Regions from separate parts of the Macaca fascicularis genome. Here region 1 is linked to region 2. Evidence: chromatin contacts called from public Hi-C data. All regions are on one chromosome and are shown on one strand. Each heading gives the region's core, a stretch centred on a gene start, on an enhancer-like site or on the middle of the called end of the contact. The rest is flanking DNA. Distances are from core to core; before and after follow the strand shown. Region 1 holds the start of LOC135971916. Region 2 has its middle 89 kb from the start of CHD2.

Region 1 (4,107 bases), core at 6-2,505, 72 kb before region 2:
GCATTTTTCAAAGACAACCTTAACGTCATAAAGGTTTAATAAGCAGCAAGTACCTTCGCATGTATCACTGCAGCCGTTTCAAAATCGGCTTTGAAAGAGTTAAAAGCCAACACCCAATAGGAGGGAAAAAAACAAGTTTTATTTTTGTTGAAACGTAGTCAGGGTTCCATTGTTCTTTTAAATTCGATCATGAAGATGAGTTCCCACCTCACCGGAAAGAGGTTAAAAAGCTCCTCCGTTGGAGAACCTGAAAGGGATTTTTTTACCCTAAATATCAAAATAACTCACCAGGACAGAAAGGGGCTCTCCACGCCCGATCCCCTTCGGGCTCTCGCCGGCAGTCACCCGCCGCCCCTTTCCTGGCGGATCCAGTCCCGGCGACGAGGCCGCCCCCCGCCCACCTGCCGCCCGCGGGGTCTGCAGCGGGGCCCCGCGTGCCCCCTACCCCGGGACCCCACGACTCGGGCCCAGGGCACCGAGGCGCATCCCACCGGGGAGAGCCGGCCCGCGACCACAGAGGGGCCGTGCGAGAAGAGCCAAGCGGCGAGGCCTGGCCCGCCGCCCCCTCCTGCTCGCGCGCTCAAGGACATTTTGCTTTTCCTCCCAAGGACAAAGGACAATAAAAGGAGCCGGGGAGCCACTCACCGGGTCCGAGCGCGGCAGCCGGCACCTCCTGGTCGCCCAAGTCCGAGTCCCGGGCCGGACCGCCCGCCCGAGCCTCCCGCCCGCGCCGGGTCCAGCCGCCGGGGCCCGGGGAAGCCTCCGAGGCGGCAACCGCAGCGGCGCTTTCGGCGTCGTGGGCCCGGCCGCCCTGGGAGCCTCTGCCGCGGGCTCTGACGCCGACGCGCGCGGCCCGCCTCGCCTCAGCCGCGGCCGCCCCACTCCCACGGGCCTGCGGGCCGTCCGGGCGTAGCTCCCCGCCGGCTGGTGGGCCCCGCGGCCGCGGCGGAACGCCTGACAGCTCGGGGTGCTGCTGCCTCTCCGGCCATCTTGTGCCGTGTGTGTGGTGTCTCTCTCCCGTCTCCTCTCTAGGCTTTACTCCCTCCTCCTCCTCCCCCCGCCCCACACACCACACAACATGGCCTCTTCGCTGCGGCGGCAGCGGCTGCGGCGGCGGCAGGAGCTCCGCCGCGCTCCAGCCCGCTCCCCTCCCCCACCGTCCCCGCCTCCCGCCCGCAGCTCCGGGACCCAGCGCGCACGCGCGCCGCCGCCCGCCCGCCGCAGCCATTGGCTCCAGGAGCTTCCTGCATCCCCTATCGGGAGCGGCCTCACGCACGCTAGTTGGCGTCTTTCTCCCGCCCAACAACAACTACTTCCATCCTATTGGGTAATTTCAACCCCACCCCTTCCGCCTCCTTCGTGCGGATAGGCTGGCCTTAGTGCCATTCACTACCCGTAGGCGTTTCTGGTTTTCCTGAGAAGCTCCGGCCCAGGATTGGCTGGTGATGGAACCTTTGGGGTTGGAGCTGAGCTGTTGCTTTTCTCCCCGCAGTGCGGACCCCTCCAGGCTAGCTGTAGGGTACTTGGTATGGTCTAGGCCAGTCTAGAATCGTTAGTGCAGGGTCGCACAAAATGTGGCTTCGCATCTAGAAAAAGCTCTGGCTTCGGTGTTTCTAAGTTCAGATTTTGTCTTTAAAAAAAGGAAAGAAAAAAATGACTGACAGGATGATGAGCAAACAAGATGCAGGCCCACAGCCCTTGGGCAAGCAGCCATATCCTCAAAATATTTGTTCTAAGCACCCAGGCCTCCCATGAAGGTCACACAGTCAGGACCAATGGTTTTACCACCAGCACATTCCCTAGCCCCAGTATCCGAATTGAGATGCGATTTATTTTGAGGATTTGTAGACTGCGTGTTGCCCATTTACCTGAGACCCTAAAAGAATGTCTAGTGTCTTGTGAGCTGTCGCCATGGAAATCAAAAAATAAAAATTAAATTAAAAAGAATGTCCAGTGTCCTGAGGCCTTAGCGAATGAATCTCAATACCGGTTAACTGGATTCCACCCTGTAGGACAATGTTTGTTAGAGTAGCAGTTTGAACCTGAAAAACCGTGGTCTACCTTTTCAGCTTCCTTCCAGAGAACCAGGCAAAACAAGCTTCATTTCCTTTCGGCAAATCTCACTTTTTTCATTACTTCTTCCTACTTTAAGCTGGAAACAACTCTAAGCAGACCATAGGAACAAAATGAAAACCTAAACTTTCCTGAAATGGATGGGGAAAAAATAAAAGAGGTAGCTCTCTCCAGTTGCCAGTATTTAGAAATCTTGCTCCTTTTGGCAGGGGACCTGGGGAAAATGAAAGGAACACCAGATGCTTAGTTTTAACGGATTTTTTTTGAGGGGAGGGGCTTAGGGGTGAGGGAAACAACTCTTAAATTCTTTTGAGCCTCTGCCCCTGGGTTAGCATCAGAAAATGTTACATACATGTAGAGCCTAGGAAATAGTCTGGCCGCTTTTTTAAATGACACAGTTGTTGATTGATTTGGCTCAGTGTAGCATCAGCCACTTAGGACAGAGCTAGGACTTGATCTCAAGTTGCCTGACTTTTTATAGATCTTGATTTCCTTGTATGCAACCTGGCCACCCTCCTTGGCAATGTACTTTGAGCTCTAAGTGGGCACACGCACACACCCACAAAATACTTCTTCAACCGAAATTAAATTTTCTCCAAGAGACATTTAATTTCCAAGAGACATTCCCTTACACAGTGTAGCTTTGAACACCATGGACCTGCAACAAGGCTGTTTTTGCTGAAATAGCCCCATTCTGAATCCTTTTTTCTCATTCTTCTGGTGTGTTTTTGCTGTGCTGTTGTTCACTCCCTTTTCCTTCCGTTTTTCCCCTCTTATTACGACCTGAAATCCCTCTCTGATTCTGCCTTTCCAGATTCATCACCGAGTATGTCTATGCCAGGGAAACAGACCTGAGCAGGCCTTTATTAAAACAGTCATGGCTGAAAAGCATTGAGTTAGCTGACTAGTTGCCAGGCATTGTTCTCAACTCTCATTGGTGATTAACTTGATCATACTACACTCCAATGAGAGACAGTTATCGTTCCTCTCTGTGTCTTATCCCTATCAGGAAACTGAGACTCAAGGAGTTTAACTTGCCCGAGTTCACACTACTAAGAAGTATTTTAGCCCAGATAATTTGCCTTCAGACCCTTCTGCCTCTCCCAGTTTTCTTTCAAAAACTGTCCCTTCGCTGAATAGGTTTATTTGAATCTTTTGTTGTGTGGATCCTCCAGATTTGCCAGCTCCTCCCTCCTATGCTTCATTGAAGGTATTCTACCTTTAGAATCAAACATGAGATCCAGTCTAATTGAATCCCCAGACTTTGCCCCACCCCATTGCTGTCAATCTCCTAAAGCCACCTGGGAGCCCTCCAGCTCTCTTGTTTGCTCCCACTTTGATTTCTGGACCCCTACGATTCAGCTTTGGAGTGGCTCAATTGTATGAAGGGATACCTTGGGCAACTTACATAAAACAGCTTTCTTCTCCCAAGTTTACATCCCACACGATGTCCTCTTTAGAGAAGGCCCTTTATTGAAACTTTGTCTGCTATCACAAATGACAGCTATGATTTCTTTTGCCATAGCTATACCATCTCTTCAGTCATCCCTCCTTATTGCAAGAAGAGTTCTGTTGTAAATAAAAAGCACCTGACACCTGGCAGACCACATCCTACCCCCTCCACAGCTCCTTTTCACTCTCAGTGATCTGCCAGAGAACCAAGAGGAAATCCCTCCCACCCCCAAGTCACACTGACTCCTGTGACTGCCATTTCTTTGGGAAAGAAGATGAAGAGGCAAACCCCTAGCCTTGGCTCACTTAGAGGAAAGGCCTGTGCATGTGCTCTGAGTAGTTCTGTTACTATTCAGTACTATCCAGTGAAAAACTTGGATGGGCAGAGAATATTTCTAGAAGGATACAAGGACATGTTTATACTGGTTGCCTCAGAAGAGGAAACCTCAGATGTAGCTACAGAGTTAGGGAAGAAGGGACACTTTTCGCTCTACTTTTCTGTGACTTTGGAATTTTGAACCATGTGAATGTATTGCCTTCTTCAATTAATTTTTTTTTTTTTTCGAAACAGAGTCTTGCTTT
Region 2 (4,173 bases), core at 782-3,281:
GTAACAAATTGTACACCCAGTATAATCCCCCCAAAACAAACTTAAGCCTAGCCTAAGAACAAGTAACTACATTATTAGAGTATGGGTTCTTTTAAATTTGTTCTCTCTCTCTCTTTTTTTTTAACTAAAGTTCTTAGAATAAGGTATTTTAAAATTTAAAATACATTTTCTCTTTTTTAACAGGAAGCCTGTGTTAATGAAAGTCCGGAGACAACTTAAGACCTGAGGCTCTACTCTAAAGCTTGTGTTCCGGTATGCCAGTGGCATTTGCTGAAAAAGTTGTCCGAGATTTTATCTGAACCGTACGTACAAAAGGAGACAAAAAAGGAGGTAGTCACTGCAAAATATATGGACACAAATGGGGCAGGGTCCTTTGGAAGAAATGCTATGTAGGAAAGCTGCATTCTTTTCTCAGACTGAGGGGAAGGAGGGTTCCTGACCTTTCTAGGTTAAAGGATTCTTTAGAAACTCTGTCCACCGCTTCTTTGCCAAACGATGTAAGAGTCTGAAGTGAAGCCTCAGAGGGCATGGATACACAAAGGAGTGGCTAAAGAAAAATTCTCTTAAATCTCTGATTGGGTCAAAAATCCACCCTTAAGCCTTATAATAGAAGACTTGACCACGCCCTCCGCCGCCCCCCTTCACATTATACTATCAATAGTAATACAGTTTTGATCACAGCACAAGTGTTAAAAATCCCTACCAGCCTGAAGAAACCATAAGGGATCTCTTCATAAAGAAAATAATGTCTTTTCCCCAGCTGTCACTGTCGTGTGCCCTCGATTGGAAGCCTTATTACATTCAGGCTTTTTTTTTTTTTTTTTACATTAACCTCCCAAACCTTTGGGAGGCAAGTATTATTGTTTTAAAAAAGGAAGAAAAAGGTCATATTTCAGAGACATGCCAATGGCCTCACAATTTACTTAGCGAGCATGAGAGAATCCGAATCCTAAATGTAAGATGACACATTTATAAATAAAACCAAGGACAAATGTCTCCTTTATTCTAAATATACCATCACACTCTGAGTAGCTGGGGTTAACTATTTTTACCCACACTGGCTCGTTTGCATCTCAAACTCACGTAAAATAAAAACAGTGGTGAGAAATGAAAACGGACTCTGGGGCAACTGCCCCGGCAGAGCGTGAAAGGCTTGGTCTTTCAGCACTAGATTCAACGACATGAAGGGGAAGCTGTGGGCCTTGAGCACTTGACCATTGTGCTTTATTTCTTGCATTTTATAATACACAGCGACCGATGTCTACATTTTTATTTCCTGAAAAGGTGTCCAAGGTGGCTGATATAAATTAACAGAATTTCAGACTTTACCACATATTCAAGGTCCTAGGGCAGCTCCCGTCTACGGTCAAAAACAAAACAACAACAACAAAATTCCAACATTTGAACGGGGCGGGGAAGCTACTTTAAAACCCAGATAGAGATTTTTCTCCTTCGTTTGGAGGAAGGTAGGAAGGGTTTGTTTTAATGCTTTGCACAAAGGCGGGAAACGGTCATCAAAGCTGTTGCAAAGGGAAGAGCCAATGCATTAATTCGATCCAAGAGGACTCGCGTCGTTGGATTTGCAGCAACCTAATCTCTCGCTCAGGAAGAAAACGCCCCGAGGAAGAGTTTTCTGTTCTCCTCGTTTGCAGGGAGCAGCAAACGCTGGGACAAAAGAAACGGGCGCCGACTGGGAAGCACGCTGGCAGCTTTGCGGGACTGCGCCGTGGGACCCCCCGCAGGGCCTGGGTCTATGAACTCCGACCAGGCGGAGGGCGCGTCCGCTTGGCGCAGTTGTCCCCGCGCGAGCCCATATTTAGTCGAACGGCCCAAGGCTAAGCAAAACCACTTAATTTATCTCTCCGGATCCCTCGAACGCGGGCCTTTAAGGGGCTCGCAGCCTCAGGGACGCCAGGCTGACCCCGCCCCCCGGCCGCCGCCATCTTGTTGTTTTCCCCGATCCTTCCTGACCGGCCACGTGGCACGGCGCTGCGGAAGCGAAGGCACCGCCCCAACTTCCGGCAGGGCTGGTTCCAGCCGCCCGCGGGACGCAGACGCGCGGCTGCCCCCTGGTGGATGGCCTCGGGGCTCCGGCCGCACCCTGCCCCGCCTTTCTCCGCCATTTCATTCCCTGCCCACAGCACGTCCGCTCTCCGCTGCCAGCCTTGGCGCAGAAGCGTGCTCCGAGGGCGGGGCCGCTCCGGGCACCACCTTTAGTGTGGGAGCGTTTTTAGTCTGGTTCATCGAGGGCTAGAGGGTCATCTACATCTTTACACACATTTAATTATTAATTTTGCATTTTGTCTTATATTTTTGAGACGGGCTTACTCAGTCCCCCAGACTGGAGTGCAGTAGCCGGACCACAGCTTTCTGCAGCCTCGAGATCCCATGCTCAAGGATTCCGCCCGCCTCAGCCTCCCAACCTGGTGGGATTACAGGCGTGAGCCACCGCCCCGGAACAACTTAATTTAAAAAGAACGCCATACGGTTGTCTGGAGGTGTTTTGGTATGCGGTGCTTGGTGCTTCCAGACTTTCACACAGGAGGCCCCAACCTTGGTTTTCAGACCTCCCTTCTGCCCGGAGCCCCAAGCCCCGCCAAGCCAGGGCGTTTCCCAGGCAGCGCGGGGTGGTGCTGGGGGCGGGGAGGGCACGGTGCGGCCGGGGGAGATGGGGAGGCGCATGGGGCCGGGGTGCAGCTCCAGGGACCTGGTCAGCACCCTTTGCTAGTACTATTTCTTGGTTTTCTGGACGTTCCTTTCCCCTTGGAGCTGCTCTTGTGTCTCCCATTTCATCTCCAAACCAATTCTGGTTTCTTGAACGTTTGCCTTGAGCAAGGCGTGGGTTATTTTAGGTAATCCTCGTAGCAGCCTTTGACATAGAAGCTGTTTCTACTCACGCAGACTTTGACATAGAAGCTGTTTCTACTCACACTGGTGCTCAGAGGGAGTAATTCGCTCATGGGGTAGAGCTTGGTTGGAATCAAGGGCACCTAAGTTTCTACTGTAGACATTGAGGTTCTCGGCCCTCCAACAGTAGCATCTCCAATGTCAGGGAGCTTGTTGGAAATGTCACTGTTAGGCGTCTATCCCGGACCTTCTAAATGGGAAACGCTGAGGACGGTGGTGGATGGGGCCCGACAGGCTGTGATTACCAGGCAGCAAGGTGATTCCGAGGCACCCTGAAAACGCTTTCCCTCACAGCCCTTTTCAGGGTGAAGAAAGGGAGACTTGCCCTTAATGAGTGCTGATTCCATGGCATTTTGCATAATTCTGTGATGTAATCCTCCCGACCACTCTTTTATAGAAGAAACCGTAGCTCAAACTTTTCATGAATTTAGAGTGCCAATATTTATGTAAAATGATGGTATGTGCCATTTGCTTGCACCGTGTATGCATAAAATATCTCTGGAAGAATATCAAGGTGTTAACACAGTTTTACCTCCAGCAAGAGGAGGATATAGGTTGCTAGGGTGACTGAGTTGGGAATTTTTTTTTTTTTTGTAAGATTTAGTAATTTACCGCCTGGCGCGGTGGCTCACGCTTGGAATTCCAGCACTTTGGGAGGCCAAGGCAGGCGGATCACGAGATCAAGAGATCGAGACCATCCTGGCCAACATGGTGAACTCCTGTCTCTACTAAATATACAAAAATTAGCTGGGCGTGCTGGCACGTGCCTGTAGTCCCAGCAACTCAGGAGGCTGAGGCAAGAGAATCGCTTGAACCCGGGAGGCGGAGGTTGCAGTGAGCCGGGATGGCACCACTGCACTCCCGCCTGGGAGACAGAGCGAGACTCTGTCTCAAAAAAAAAAAAAAAAGTAACTTATGAATTTGGACCATGTGAATCTATTACTTGTTCCAAGTAAAACTGAATAGTTGAAAAGTACGCTGAGGCTAAGGGTAGTCGCTCAAGCCTGTAATCCCAGCACTTTGAGAGGCGGAAGTGGGAGGATCGCTTGAGTTCAGGAGTTTGATCAAGACCAACCTGGGCAACGTAGATCCCTATCTCTATTTTTAAAATATGCCCTAAAGTCCGGGTGTGGTGGCTCACGCCTGTAAGGGCTGGGCACTGTGGCTGCCAGCACTTTGGAAGGCCGAGGCAGGCGGATTGCCAGAGGGCGGAGTTTGAGACCAGCCTGGCTAAGTGAAACCCCGTCTCTATTAAAAAGAGAAATA

Evidence for each region. A called contact is a pair of places that touch in the nucleus more often than the background predicts.
Region 1: a Hi-C map of liver shows a contact between it and region 2, with 3 times the contacts expected there. The contact joins the promoter of LOC135971916 here to the enhancer-like site in region 2. A contact is called at or near these places in 2 of 2 Hi-C or Micro-C datasets (liver and skeletal muscle).

The regions. Positions count from the first base shown.
Region 1 is chr7:77,629,626-77,633,732 of T2T-MFA8v1.1, reverse strand. LOC135971916 reads right to left here and starts at 1,255. Exons shown (of 6, transcript XM_065548486.1): 1 at 646-1,255; 2 at 54-247. The coding sequence starts at 1,228. The coding sequence ends at 159.
Region 2 is chr7:77,558,824-77,562,996 of T2T-MFA8v1.1, reverse strand. No RefSeq gene overlaps it. Among named protein-coding and RNA genes, the nearest start is that of CHD2, 89 kb to the left of the region's middle. Within about 2 kb of position 2,031, at least 2 of the 6 cell types and tissues checked have an H3K27ac peak or open chromatin away from gene starts, as enhancers often do. A contact at or near this core is called in liver, where this site is marked.